2 separate regions of the Sus scrofa genome follow, and region 2 is linked to region 1. The links are chromatin contacts, called in public HiChIP or PLAC-seq maps. All regions are on one chromosome and are shown on one strand. Each heading gives the region's core, a stretch centred on a gene start, on an enhancer-like site or on the middle of the called end of the contact. The rest is flanking DNA. Distances are from core to core; before and after follow the strand shown. Region 1 overlaps FGGY (FGGY carbohydrate kinase domain-containing protein). Region 2 overlaps LOC102165506 (a long non-coding RNA gene).

Region 1 (3,560 bases), core at 311-2,810:
ATCATATAATTCCATTTATGTATAATGTGCAGAACAGACAAATCCGTAGGGACAGAAAGTAGATTTGTGTTGCCACGGGCTGGGGGAAGGGGGAATGGGGAGTGACTACTAATGAATATTGGAATCTTTTGGTAGTGATGAAAATATTCTAGAATTAAATAGTGGTGACAGTTGCATAATCTCATGAATATATAAGAAATCACCAAAATATGCACTTAGTATGGTAAATACTATGGACTATGAATTGTATCTCAATTACAAAAAAACCCGTTTTGAATAGTCCTAGCTGGCTATCATATTAGATTGTGTGGATCTAAGTGAACAGAACAATCTTGTTCTCCTATCCCTACCTGTCTTTTAGCTACAAGTGGCCAGGCAACCTTATTCCACCCAAAGAGACATAGGCAGAAATCCAGTAGGAGAGTTTTTGGAAAAGCTTTTACTTTTCTCATTTTTAAAAAAGATGAACAAAAAGAAAAAGGAGATACTGCTTTCTCCATTTTTTCCCCACTCTTCTAGTATTAAAGGTGGATGCAATGTCTGGAGCTACAGCAATGATCTCATAACCATGAGGTTACTAGCCTGAAGGAAAAGTCTACACAACTAAAGATATGCTCATTTTGACATGGTCTAATCACCTTTGGACTTTTATTTAAGAGCAAGAGAGTAGGAAATCAAGTCTACTTGTTGAAGCCACTGTAAAACGGCCATATTTTCAGAGTTAATAAAATATATAAGGCAAAAAAAAAAATTCTGTCGCTTGTTAAGTACTACATAAGTGTTAGGCATGATTACTGTCATTATAACTCGCATCGCATCGCAACCCTTTTTTTTTTCACCATCAAATCCACTGAAACCCCTTTTTAGACATACCTTTCCTATCCCTGCCCTCATGAAATTTTAATACCTATACATATCTGTTTACATTGTTAGGTAGGGATGGGCTTTAGAAGGCTACACATCACTGCAGTATCTCAGATACTTTCATCCTCCAAAAACCAATGTTTGCACTTTTGCAAATATATTCCTGATATATGCTTCTTCCCCAGGGCAACCCGTTGATTTAAATAAGAGCTTCTTGCTATTATCATGAAGCTGAATGCATTCCTAACTGATTCATCTTCCTCCACTGCAACCAATGGATTTATAAGAGCTGACATGATTGTAGAGACCCTGCCTCACTCACCGCACCAGATTCCCCTGGGAATGGACCACTGACTAAAGCTGAGATCATTATAACATACCACTCCCTGGGACTAGTTGAAAGGATGTAGACCTGACCCATATGAAAATAATCAAAATTCTTCCCCAGGACTTTGGAAATGGAGAATAGACAAAGCATAGATCAGCTGTTCTCTGCTGCAGGAGCTCTGGTTCCTGAGCCTGAGGACTCCCTGTAGCCTGTAAGGGAACCTGGACAACAGGAAGGAAAGCAGCATTTAGGAACAAGAGACAAGGCCCATGATTCGGAGATGAATAGAACAGCGTGGGCCTAAGGAGGTCCCAGTCTAGCAGAGGGAATCATTGCAACAGGATGTGCTAAGTGCTGGGAGTAGCCCTGGGCTACAGTTACTCAGAGGAGAAGCCCTGGAGGGGCTGGCAGAGGCTTCCTGGGGATGAGACACTAGAATTGCGCCTATGGCCACATCACAAGAAATGACACATGGCGGTGTGCCCACAGTCAAGCCAGCTCTGCTGTGGATGCTAATCCACACACCTCAGTAAAGCAGAGAGCACAGTGTCAGCGAACAATTATCACTTGGAGCGTAGTACCAACATATTTATCAATAACCCTTGTTTTCGTTTTCCTGAGGTAAGGAATCTGAAATATAGAAAAATGTATTGAACAAAAAAGCAACTCTAAGCTCACGACAGAGTTATATCTGTTTTTATAGAAAAACAACTCCACTGAGGTCTGCTGCTCACATTTTCCTACAGCCTCTTCCAGCCTTTTCCAAGTCCCCTCAAGAGCAGCGAAATATTTTCTGTTTTGAGCCTCCCCAAAAGCTTTTGGTTTAGGCATTAGACTTGATCCCACCATACGATGAGGAAACACGAGCTTGGTGAACTTAGAAGAGCCGAGAATCACTCTTGAGCAAGTGGAGCAGATGTGATTCTGTACCAGACTCTCTGACTCCAAAGCACAGCCACCCCTCAACCCCCACCACCTGATTCCTCCACAAATATCTGACCACAAGAGGGAAACAATCAGAACGAATGTCCCATTGCTCCAGATATCCTCCACCTGCCTCTTCAGATGCACCCCCTAACCTTCTCCACCCTGCTTTCTCACCCAGGATGGTGGTGGTATGAATCACAGCCAAAGCCCCGTCCCACCCCACCCCTGCTGCCCCCCGCCCTCTGGCCTGGAACTGGTTTGGCCAAGGAGGGGACACTGAGGGACATCAGAAGACCAGAGGGAAGTGTGGCCTGGCGGTGACTCTCTACCAATGGTCAAACTCCTGAGGCTCTCTGCAGATCATCTCTCCAGGACCTGGTAACACGCCCACCCACACCCTTGTCCTTGGCACCGGCGCCCATTCTGGGCGCCCAGGGGTCTTGTGTACATTCCCCTGTGGTTTCCCCACACTTGCCCATTCTTCTTAAATTACCCCACTGGTGTGTGCCACCTGCTTTTTGCAGGGACTCTGGTTAATACACTGACAAAACAGGATGGACACAGGCATTCCAGTGGGTACTGGATGAATACCAGTGGAGCCCTCTCCCACCTTCTCACTCTTCTCCTTATGCCAGTTTCCAGAGAGGGAAGACAAAGAACAGCTACGATTATGTGAAGATGGAAGTTAAGGTAGACAGGTCAGAATCCTACCTGCTCTATACCCCTTGAGTACACATAAGGTTTACAAGTAACCAGAATCTGAAGGAAGCCATGTTTGTGGTAGAGATTTGGGACTTAAAAAAAAAAGCTTTTTGCCAAGACTGAGTAATATTCCAGGTCACTATTAATCAACTTTTCCTTTTCACCTCCACCTTCCTTCCTCTTCCTGGTCCTTCAAAAGCTGAATTCCTGCACCAACAGAAGAGATCAAATTAATTTTAGCACATGCAAGGTTAAAAGCTGTCAATTCCAAGATCCATTTTTCCTTAACTAATAAAAATGGGTGTCAAAATAGTCATGTTAGAACAAAAATTCAAACACAGTTTGAGAGAATTACCTTCACGATTTCCCATTTTCCAATGGATTTATGTAAGAAATACATACTAAAAGGTCAAAAGAACTTCTAGCGAGAGAAAAACATCAGGAAAGTGACCTCGGAGAGCACTTAAACTGACCTTGGACTCATGACTTTATCGCAAACCCTGAAAGTAAAAATCTTTTGCAAAACAAGCCACCAAAGAATAAATGGAAACCTTTCTATATTTTTTCCACATATAGGCTAGGTTTGCTAGTCCCCAACAAAATTACAAATACCAGCTTGTTCTTAAAGACGTAAAAGGATGAAAATGTGCTAGTCTGTGCTGTTTAATCAATAGACCCGAAAGATGGCATTGATAATTTAGCACTTGCAGTTACTTTTCAAGGCTGGTTTCTTCTTCAT
Region 2 (3,560 bases), core at 402-2,901, 230 kb after region 1:
AGTCAGCAGCAGAGCTGGGATTTGAATGCCAGAATTCTAACATCCAACCCAGCACTTTTTCCAGCGTCCGATAATGCCTAAGAAAGGGAAGGAGGGAAGAGATTTAGCATTTCTTGAGCATCTGCTATTCACAGACATTCTCCATGAATTGGTTTGTCTAATCCTTACAGCAATAATAGAATGGAATGTACTATTAGTCTTAATAAATGGGCAAACTAGAATATAAGCTTTAAAGAGCAGGGAATATGTCTTTCTTGTTCACTCCTGTATCCTCAGCGGGCAGAATAGTGCTTGGCACATAGTAGGTGCCCAGTACCTATTTACCGGTGAGCAAGATGAAGTAATTTGTCAAAGTCAGAGATAATAAATTGCAGAGCCAGGACTTGAAATAAAATCTGTTGGACTCCAAAGCCCATGCTTTTCCTGAGCTGTCTCTTTTACTTTCTCCCTTAGGGGAACTAAGAGGCGGGAAAGAAGAAAGGAGCAAAGTCCCATTCTTTGAGAAACTTGTAAATTGCAAAGTATTAATCTAGACATAGTTATATATATATTATCTCATGTACTTTTCACAACCACCAAAAACAACTCTTTTCTTTTCTCTTCTTTTTAAACATTGAAGGAACTTGAGAAATAGAAAGCCTCAATGACTTTTTCAAGGGAAAATAATGAGTAGAAAAAACAAGGGCTCTGCCTCCAGTGCCAGACTTTCACCTCCATCCTCGGCTCTTCTCCTAGGATCACAGCTGCTTATAGAACAGGCCCTGAAGGAGGCTGGAAGTGGGCCAGGGATGTATCAGACCCATCACACAAGGAGGACAAGTAGAGTCCCTTTGGGTTTGCCACTGGATTTGGGTCAAAATGCCCAGCTCTGTGGTAACCTTTTATGACCAAAAGCACAAAGCCAGTAAGTTGAGGATGACTGGGTGCTCGGTGGCACTGTTGGGGCTTGCAACAAACCTGGCAGTTACCTGCCTCCTCACTCCTAGTTAAGCTCAATTAAAAAATGCCTTTGTCCCTTAAGACCTCATTAGTTTTTTTGTTTTTTTTTTTCTATTAGCTGAAGCCAAAATCATTTCTTTTTAGGAGTGAAGGAATCATACAGACCATGGCACTTACTGTCTGCTCTCTCACTAACAGGCATGTCTGTATGCTTCCAGAATTCTCAGCATCTGTATTTTTATTGGTGGGAGGTATCTGTTGGCTGAAAGTGTCAGAAAAGAGCTTGAGCTAGCTTCTGTGAATGAGGGGAAATTGTTACAGGAATAAAAGGCATCTCTTGGAACCCGAGTACAGGGATTTAGCTGAGCCTGGCAGTGGAATGGGACGAGGACCTCAAAAGCATTTGGGACTCTGTTTCTCTCTAAGGCCCTCTGCTCTTCTCTCTTCTCTTCTCTTCCCTTCCCCTTTCTCTTTCCCCCTCCCTGCTGCCTCCCTTCCCCTCCTCCTCCCCTCCCTCGTTTCTCCCCCTCCTCACTCTCCTCCCCCTCCCCTCCTCTACCTTTTTCTTCTTCCGCTTCTTCCTCACTTAGTATCTACAGTTATATGAAACTGATTCAATCACTAGAAAAGAGACTGAATCTCAGGGCCCACTTCACATTTCTTGGAGAGCAGATGTGATTAGTCACAGTTCAGTCTTGTGGCCAGTGCTGCAACAATCAACTCTGACCAGGAGGAAGGATCAGAGGGTATGGATTTGACTTCTGGCGCTGATCCCTGTGTACCATGTAAATGATGGAGCCAGAAAGTTCTGACAGTAAATGACTGGGGAGACAACCCAAAGCTGTCTGTTGTAAAGTCCCATCTCTCTCTTCCTGAGACATTAACTGCTGGTTTTAGTTACCATCAAGGCCAAATGGCAGCCCTGCCCCTATTGCAGTTTGGTCTTTTATTAACGTAATATTCAACAGGTTCTATTCCAGGCAGTGGGCTTAGAGCAGTGACCAAATCTGGTTAAGTCATTGCCCTCAGAGTCTTATCCTTTCCTCCTTCAATGGTGTAGCATTTCCCACATGGTTCCGGTAAGCTCTCCCTTCCTTTGCCCAAGCTTATTTGAGATGTGTTTTTGTTACTTCTAACCCAAAGGATCCTGACTAGTGCAGAAATAGGTACTGGGAGTAAAATGTTACAACTGACAGATCCCCTGATATAAAGCTGGCTGAGTCAGGATAGAGTAGAGAGTTCTCGGCTCTGCCTACAGAGGACTCAGCCCTACAAGGATGAGATACTAGTAATCCTTGTTAGTGGTAGAAAATCATTTGGTTAAAAGATTATCAGTTGTCTGCTAGAACTCAGAGCATTGCCCACAAAATAGGAACTTAAGGAACCTTGGAAATATGTCCAAGTTTTGCTGCATGTGCCTATTCTTCGAGTAAATTCTTGATTTTGGCCTGTCTAGTAGCAGATAGAGAATAGCAGGGCAGGTTTACACCTCTGTTCAAAGAATTTCTTTCCGCCTGTAGTTAGGAATTTGAACCTGTTGAATCAGATAAACAGGTGCCTTAAGAGTATGGTCTTAAAATTGGTGCATCAATTAGGACATTGGAAATTTGGGAGGATCCAAAGAATCTGGGAAGACTTCTGAGCAACTCTCCTGTGCATCCCTACTGTACATCCCAGGGAAGTTGGAAATGCACATTTGAATGGGTAATGAAGTTGAGACAGGAGCTACATGACAGAAAAAAGTGAGCCTCTCCTCACTACTCTAGCCCTATTATTCTTCAAACTTGCAGGCAGAGGCCAGTAAACTAAGATTTCAGGAGACAAGCAGAGTCCCCAAGATTGATATTAAGAAGCGGATGCTATGAAAGTGAGGCGCAAATTCAAAAATGAAATTTGGGCAAGGTTTCTGGTATTGGTATAGCAAATTGAGTCTCTCATGCAACCTCCCTCCTCTAACCCAGTGACGTCAATAGGCCTGGCTAAGGAAGGACTTAAGAGTTGTGCCATAAGAAGTACTCAAGCTGGAGTTCCCGTCGTGGCGCAGTGGTTAACGAATCCGACTAGGAACCATGAGGTTGCGGGTTCGGTCCCTGCCCTTGCTCAGTGGGTCAACGATCCAGCGTTGCCATGAGCTGTGGTGTAGGTCGCAGACGCAGCTCGGATCCAGCGTTGCTGTGGCTCTGGCGTAGGTGGGCAGCTACAGCTCCGATTCGACCCCTAGCCTGGGAGCCTCCCATATGCCACGGGAGCGGCCCAAGAAATAGCAAAAAGACAAAAAAAAAAAAAAAAGAAGAAGAAGTACTCAAGCCTAGGAAACAGAAACTCAAGCCTAGGAAACCGTGCTGGTTCAATCCTGAAAGCAACCCTTAGTCTACATTCATGACTCAAACAGAAATGAACTACCAAGGTGGTACAGTCCCTTATAATGGAAGCCTCCTCAATTCTCTCCTGAGTTCTGGTACTCATTTACCCTTGTCAGAGGAAACCCACCTGGTGGGTAGAACCCAGGGCAGCTAGAATAACTGGTCAAGGAAAAGACAGTTCTTGAGAGTGAGTGATGCAGCAGAATCCAGATGATTCTCTACCCTAGTGATTCAGTATCATGTTGCTTCCCCTCACCC

The links. HiChIP or PLAC-seq counts read pairs in DNA pulled down with a chosen protein or histone mark.
Region 2: a contact with region 1 is called in an H3K27ac HiChIP or PLAC-seq map of alveolar macrophages. The contact joins two enhancer-like sites. A contact is called at or near these places in 2 of 2 datasets of contacts at active chromatin or transcription factors (alveolar macrophages and skeletal muscle).

What each region holds. Positions count from the first base shown.
Region 1 is chr6:153,092,926-153,096,485 of Sscrofa11.1, forward strand. All of the region lies in intron 5 of FGGY (FGGY carbohydrate kinase domain-containing protein), which reads right to left. Among named protein-coding and RNA genes, the nearest start is that of FGGY, 120 kb to the right of the region's middle. Within about 2 kb of position 1,561, at least 3 of the 83 cell types and tissues checked have an H3K27ac peak or open chromatin away from gene starts, as enhancers often do. A contact at or near this core is called in alveolar macrophages, where this site is marked.
Region 2 is chr6:153,321,215-153,324,774 of Sscrofa11.1, forward strand. All of the region lies in intron 3 of LOC102165506 (a long non-coding RNA gene), which reads left to right. Among named protein-coding and RNA genes, the nearest start is that of FGGY, 110 kb to the left of the region's middle. Within about 2 kb of position 1,652, at least 2 of the 83 cell types and tissues checked have an H3K27ac peak or open chromatin away from gene starts, as enhancers often do. A contact at or near this core is called in alveolar macrophages, where this site is marked.